2 separate regions of the Sus scrofa genome follow, and region 2 is linked to region 1. A link is a contact called in public HiChIP or PLAC-seq data. All regions are on one chromosome and are shown on one strand. The core of a region is the stretch at or near the end of the contact, and the rest is flanking DNA. Distances in the headings are between cores, read along the strand shown. Region 1 holds the start of MTFP1 (mitochondrial fission process protein 1). Region 2 holds the start of PES1 (pescadillo ribosomal biogenesis factor 1).

Region 1 (3,648 bases), core at 923-3,422:
AATAACATCAGTTGGGTATTTGGATCCAGCCATATCTGAAAGAAATACAACTTTGAATTTTTAGTTTCATGAGACAATCAATCCTATTTTATTTAACCCAGTTTCAGTTGGGCTTCTGTCACCAAAACTTCAAACCCATCCCCTCCAGGACTCAACTGTTTCTGGCTACCTATGGTTGTTTTCTAACACTGGATTTTCTTTCTGGGAATTTACTTGTCCTCAGTCCCATACTCTCAAGGCACCTCCCACCTTACTGCCCAAGTGCCTGCCAGATCATAAGAAGGACATAGATTGTCCTTTCTACCTCAGGAGCCCCAAGTGCTGGCCCTGCCTCTGCTGTTTTTATTCTGTGAAAAGTGGGTACACCCCACACTTCTCAAAGATTATCTCACCTGTAGAGTTTTCTGAAGCAGGGAGGGGCACCCACCTGTCGATGGGGTGGATGATGATGGGGATGGCCAGTAGCCCCAGTGCAGTAGTGGTCCACTTGCGGACAGCCAGAGGCCAGCGGGTGGCAGTGCCCAGGATGTAGAGAGAGGCAGCACACACACGGTTGATAGTGAAGCCTGGGATGCCACAGAGGCCAGAGCCTGCCACACAAAGGTGTCTACCACGGCCACGGTCACCCTGGTGCTGCGGCCTGCCTCAGGGCTTGGCACCTGGTAGGTACAAGAGACACATAACCCAGCAGAGGCAGAAGCAGGAAACTCTGTAGACAGGAGCATGGGAGGGACCAGGGAGAGGGAAGTGAAGGTGGGTGGGGACAGAGCCGCACTAGTGTTGGGTTCTGGGCTGAAGGTTGACTCATGCACAAACAGGACTTCAGTATAGATCATGTCACCTGCACGGTTGGGGGTGGGGTGCCTATCCTGCAAGCAGGACTGTGGTGTGGAATGCACCAGGCCAGGCTGTGGGGACTCGACTGTGCCACAAGGGACTTAACCATATGCAAGGCTGTAGACTGACCACAAGGGGAGTGGACTGGGGTGGGGGTTGAGGGGCAGGTTAACACTTACATCTCTTGCCTTCTTGCCTTTGTCAATGGCATCAGCCAGCACATAGGAGCTGGACACACCATAGCTCAGCCACACAACAGCTGTTGGCACCAAGGAGCGGAAGGCCTCCCCTACCTCATTGGCATAGCCTGGTGGTGGAGGAATATTTAATTCCTGAGCGGTTGGGTTGTTCCACAAGAGGGCACTAGAGGGAGATGGTTCTTATCTCAGCCTGCTAAGCAGTAGCTGGATGACCTTAGACAAAGTGACTTTACTCCTGTGAGTGTTTCCCCACCTGTAAAATGACACCCATGATGCTCACCTGGACTCTTTCCTTATGGGAGAGCTGAGTACTGTCTCCATTCTCACAGCCTACTTGCCTTAATAGTCTGGGTTCTAGAAGCATGTGAGCTGGCTGGGGGGACAGGCAGTGAGAGAGACTAAAGGCAGCCCCTCTGACGGGGAACTCGCTAAGTGCCAGGCCTTTCTGTACCTTATCTCATTGTACCCTCACAACTACCACCCAATGAGAGAGACCTTGTGCTCATCCCTTTTTGCTGAGGAAGAAACAAGCTTAGTCAGAGCGACTGATCCAAGATGAGAGTTCAAGTGCCCTGACTACAGCCAGTGTCCAGTCATTCCACAGGGGGCAGCCCACTCATCCCCATCCACCTACTTGGGCTGCAGCTTCCACCTGGGAGACAGACCAGCAGAGACCGTGAGGGCCGGGCTGGACAGGCCAAGCTGTGTGATCTTGAGCCAGTCCAGAACCCTCTCTGAGCCCAGTCTCTGCCCCGGCTGAATGAGAACTACAGCCCTCCCACGTTCGCCATGTCCCTGACCGGCGTCTGGGAACCCCTGCTTCCCAGCCACGTGGTGTGGGGGTCGCCGTGCCCCTTGCCCCGTGCTCACCCAAGTACCGCACCCACGTGTCCCGGAAAAGGTCGCGCTCGGCCCCCCGCGGGGGCGGCTCAGACATGACGCTTCCGCCTCGGCTTCCACTAGCGCTCCTGTCTGCGGCTGCGGGACCGGCTTAAGGTCCCAGACTGAAGGACAGGTCGTGCGGTCCCCACCAGCAGGGAGCGTCTGCAAATTCCCTCGCGCACTGGCGCCCCCCTCCCAAGCTTGGGTTTTACAGATTAATTTTCATCACGTTTTCTCTGGGGTTGAACGGTTGCGCGATCCTCTCTCAGCACTGACTGTAGTGTTGGAGCCAAAGAGACGCAGGTTCAAATACCGGATGCTACGCTTCATAGCTGTGTGACCTCGAGCAAGAGTCTGTACTTCTCTGCACGTCACTTTATTTGTTAGATAGGAAACAGGATGGGTTTACTCCTGGGGCAGTTTCGAGGATGAATTACACTCATCATTTATCGAGTTTAGTGCCAGCCAGACTGTTGGCTAAAGACTCCAGATGGCTTACTTCTTTAAACCCTCCCCTCAGCCAGGCATAAACCCCACCCTCCTTTTACAGATGAGGAATAGAGATAGAAATAATTGGTCACTTTCCCGGGTCCTACGACTGCTGAGTAGTGAAGCCGACATTTGATTCCAGGCTGTGAGGCTCTAGTTCCCATGCTCTTAAGGTAAGCTCAGTAAATGAGACTGAGGGAGTGTATGTTGAGAACCCGAGTGAAACTCTGAATCCTTTGGGGTATCAGCAAACAAAGACACAGCTTTTAAAGACAGGCAGTCCTGGGTTCAAATTCCAGTTGTGCCGCCTATTAACTGTCAGCCACGTCTGTAAAAAAATGAGTAGCTAATACATACTGAGCGTACACTAAGCGCTCTGGCTGTAGTTTCCTTGAGTCTTTGCAATAACCCAAAACAGTAAGCACAGGGCTGATGCAGTGTATCCAGGAGGCGCTCATCATCAAATAAATATCCTAGACTCCCTATTGTGGGCCCTGTTTTCAGGCGTCTCTATTTTGGTGGGATCTTATAAGGCAGCCAGTTCATTGGTGATCTGGCAGGAAGCTTGTTTCGGAGCCCAAGCTGATCCCTAGCCCCGGAAATACTGGCAGTGCACGCGCGGAATTGGGAGACGGTCCCTAACACCACGTGACCGTTGCTTCTCAGCCAACCTCCCACTCCGGGCCTGCCGCAAGCGCTGCAAGGACTCGCCAAACCCGCACTTGTTAGCTTGCCCTGAGAAGCCCGAGTGGGGCGGAGCCTCCGCTCTGACGGTAAAGGAAGTCAGGAGTACACTTAGTGCCCTCAGCAAAAATGGCGGAAGATGCGGCCTGGGCCAATCAGGAGGCAAGCTGGCCATCCCGGCGCCGTGAGAAAGCGCTTAAGCAGCGGGCTGTTTTTGCACATGCGCCCCGCTTAGTAGCGGGTAAACGCTGGGCTCCTAAAGTGGAGGTTTGACTGAGGGACCGCGAAGAGCGAGGCGGAGGTCACTGACTGCTACTCCCCGTGCACTGAACATTGCTTTATTCATTGGGTTAATTTTCCTAACAGAGCGTTGTAAACCAAGGTCAGGATGTCCTGAAGAGTCTGACTGGGGCTCCCGCGCGGCCTCGGGCCATCCTGTCAGCGCCAGCCTTGCCCCTTCCTCCTCCATCTGCTTCGCCAGACCTCTCCCCAGGCTGGGCCAGGGTCTGGGTTTCTGAAGGGAGGGAATGCCCACGAGGGCCCAGGCGGGACCGCC
Region 2 (3,560 bases), core at 827-3,326, 100 kb before region 1:
TCCATTTTCCACTACTTAGCAGCTGAGTGACCTTGGGATGAGTCCCTTCCCTTCCCAGAACCTCAGTTTCCTCATCTGTAAAATCTAGTACCTATTTTGAACTCCAGACCCAATGTACAATTTCTTTTCTAGACACCTCCATCTGTGTCTTTCCACTGACCCCCCCTCGAAATCAATGTGAGCAAAACAGGCCCTTCCTGTGTAGACCAGCTACATGATTTGCAAGTGCAGGGTGCCTTGTTAAAATATTGTTAAGAATCAGCGTTGGCTCAAGCACAGGGCCATGGCCACTGCCAGGATCACACACCCATGACAGTGGCCTTGCTCCTGTGTTCCTTTGATTAACGAGCCACTACTGTCCTCTCAGGTCCATCCTTCTCCTCCTACACAGTCACACCCTACATGCTCCCAAATGCCCCAAACTTTTGCCTCTGGCCTGGACAGTCTCTTTCTCCTTTCTCTTTGCCAGCCCCATTCCTTTTGTTCTCAGAGCCTTTCTGAAACACACCTTAGTCTTTTGCTGTGAGAACCACATGACCCTGCTTTTCCTCACACCGCTCTGTCAAGTTCCTTCAAAGTCTTTGCTAGCTCACCTTCCCCTACCCATTTTTCATTATATTTCATTTTTCGTTGTTTGTAGAGGCACTAGGCTTTTTTTCTTTTCTTTTTTTTTTTTTTTTTGGCCACCCTATGGTTTGTGGAGTTCCCGGCCAGGGATCAGTGATCCAAGCTGCAGTTGAGACCTATGCTGCAACTGCAGCGACTCGGAAGCCTCAACCCACCATGACGGGCTGGGGATCAAACCTGCATCCCAGCCTCCCAATGCGCCAGAGGGAACTCTGAATCATTAAGTTTTTATTTTAGCTATCATGGAAAGTACATAATAAAACACACATTTTTCAAAACAAGTATTGGTCAGTGCTTGATATCTGTATTTACCTCTAAAGGGTGAGTTAATGACCATGACTTTAGGTCAGGTCACATTCACAAGGGCCTCAAATTTTAATTTTTTTATTTTTTGCATTTTAGGGCTGTATGTGCTGCATATGGAAGTTCCCCAGCTGGGGAAAGAATCGAGCCACATCTGCCCGCCTACACCACAGCCACAGCAATGCAGGATCCGAGCCGGGTCTGCGACCTACACCACAGCATGACGCAACGCTGGATCCCTGACCCACTGAGCGAGTCCAGGATCGAAACCGCATCCTCATGGATACTACTAGGATTCGTTTCCGCTGCGCCACAATGGGAACTCTTCAAATTTAAAATTTTGAGGCAATCTCCAAATGGAGTTTAGCGGCCTGAAGGAAGAAAACATCTAACTTTGCAAATTTCATCTACTCCCCAGACCACATCACACTCGTGTGAATATTTGTATAAATCTTGTAATTACCCTTTAAAGAACACAATACGGAATTTGTATATACATATTAAAAACTAAAACATGTTAAATGTACATTTAAAATATAGCACCAGTTCCAACTGTGCTTTCGTCATTTTTCAACTCTCTCCTAAGGCTCAGAAAGTTTAAGTGGCCTCTTGGGTCTCTCTACCTCTGAGAGGAAAAAGTTTGCTTTTGCTTTATTTACACCGATAATAGCGAACTAACCAAAGGAAAAACCAATGGCCACAGGAGAAGCGAAAGTCGCTCCACTTACCTCCGAGGTGGCTTCTCAGGCAAGACAAGTTTCGACGCCTACTGTTACTATGACAACGCAATTCTTGCCGCTGCTCCCAGAAGAGAGACTCCCCTATGCATCCCAGAAGGCGCTGCGCTGCCTCTAGGCCTTCCGCCGCCTTCCATCCCAAAATGCAACGGGGCTGAAACGGCAAGCGTTCGTCATCAGGATGACTATAGAAATGCCTGAATATCCGCCTTCAATCAAACATTAAATATGTCTGTATTAGGCAATAAATGGGAAAGATCCAGAAGAGCGGTCTTAGTGATTTTTTTCATGGAGTTTAGTTGTAAATATAAAAGAGAAAAGTCCCTTTTTTCCCTAGACTTGCTCAGGCACTTCCTTGGGCAGCCCTCACAGGCAGGCGGCGTGGAGGGCCTCGGGGCCCTGTACCGCGCACATGCGGGAGGAAGTGGCGCTACCTGTCCGCTCGGCACTGGTAGACCTTTCAGCGTGGAGCCATGGGCGGCCTGGAGAAGAAGAAGGTGATGTGCGAGAAGCAGGGGTGGGGACACAGGGGTGACCCAGGAGGTAGGAGACGGGAGCGATATAGCCCGGGAACTGCGCCTTTCCCCGGCCTTGGCCCCTTGTGGGTGCAGAGGTGGCTGATCAACGCGGTAGAAGACAGCAGCCAGAAAGGGTCCGAGGATGGGCGAGGACAGCATTACTCGTTCGGTGAAATCCGGGAAAGAAGCCTGCAGTAGAGCTGTGAAAGAGAGCTGAGGTTACCAAGTAAAGATGCATCCCAGAGCAGGCCGAACCGGAGGACAACTGTTTACTGAAAAAGTGATGAACATAGCGCAGAGCTCATCACTATGTTGAGTTTATCATTTTAAAAACTTGTTACTCCCTTTTCTGTTGAATCAGGCCTTTTTCTGGACGTTGGGGATGAGGCATAACCAGATGTAGTCCCTACATTTCCCAAGCTCACTTTCTAGTAGGGAAGGTAGCCACTAAAGTAAATAACCAAAGAAAACGGTCACAAACAAGCCTGACAGAGGAAACTAAGTGCCAAGGCCCTTAGGTAGAAAAGGCTTGCCGTGTGTACCGAATGGGAGGGATATCAGGACAGTTGGGGTATAGTAAACCAAGGGAAGAATGGCATCTAATGTAGTTGGGGTTGGACAGAAACCGTGTTATTCACAGTGAAGAGATTGGATTTTATTTGCTGTGCAGTAAGAATCAACTAAAAGGGGAATGACATCGATTTTTCAAAGAATTGTTTTTGTTGCTGTATGGAAAATCACATTGGTGGCATGGAGAGGAGGGGATGAGGATGGGGATGATGTTTCTTCATCTTGAAAGTTTCCAATGCTGATTTGTTTTTAACCCAGCACTCATTATGTGCTAGCCATTGGAACTACAAAAATATGAGGGAGAAAATCTCATCTTGAGAAACAGTTGCAAATATGTAAACAAATCATGGCAGTTTTTAAAGTGGGGATTTCACAACCATTTTGACATTTTGAGCCACATAACTTAGTTGTGTTGTTGTGGGGAGGGTTGTCTAGTGTGTTGTAGGATGTTCAGCAGCATTCCTGACCGTTCATCCACTAGGTGCCAGTAGTACCCAACAACACCAAATACTGAATCCACCCCCAATACACCCAGAGAGTAAAGTCACCCCAGTTAACTTTGAGTATTCTCTTTTTTTTTTTTGTCTTTTTAGGGCCACACCTGTGGCATATGGAGGTTCCCAGGCTAGGGGTCTAATTGGAGCTACAGCTGCCACCTATACCACAGGCATAGCAATGTGGCATCTGAGCTGTGTCTGTGACCTGCACCACAGCTCACAGCAACACTGGATCTGTAACCCACTGAGCAAGGCCAGGGATCGAACTCACAACCTCATGGTTACTAGTTGGATTTGTTAACCACTGA

What was found. HiChIP or PLAC-seq counts read pairs in DNA pulled down with a chosen protein or histone mark.
Region 2: an H3K27ac HiChIP or PLAC-seq map of alveolar macrophages shows a contact between it and region 1. The contact joins the promoter of PES1 here to the promoter of MTFP1 in region 1. A contact is called at or near these places in 1 of 5 promoter capture datasets (liver), 4 of 47 Hi-C or Micro-C datasets (brain, heart right ventricle, liver and 1 more) and 1 of 2 datasets of contacts at active chromatin or transcription factors (alveolar macrophages).

What each region holds. Positions count from the first base shown.
Region 1 is chr14:47,391,102-47,394,749 of Sscrofa11.1, reverse strand. It overlaps MTFP1 (mitochondrial fission process protein 1), which reads right to left and starts at 2,172. Exons shown (of 5, transcript XM_001929262.7): 1 at 1,908-2,172; 2 at 1,017-1,144; 3 at 578-659; 4 at 428-575. The coding sequence starts at 1,974. It also overlaps a transcript of SEC14L2 not described here.
Region 2 is chr14:47,494,499-47,498,058 of Sscrofa11.1, reverse strand. It overlaps PES1 (pescadillo ribosomal biogenesis factor 1), which reads left to right and starts at 2,076. Exons shown (of 16, transcript NM_001244432.1): 1 at 2,076-2,164. The coding sequence starts at 2,141. It overlaps TCN2 (transcobalamin 2), which reads right to left and starts at 1,814. Exons shown (of 11, transcript NM_001244436.1): 1 at 1,659-1,814.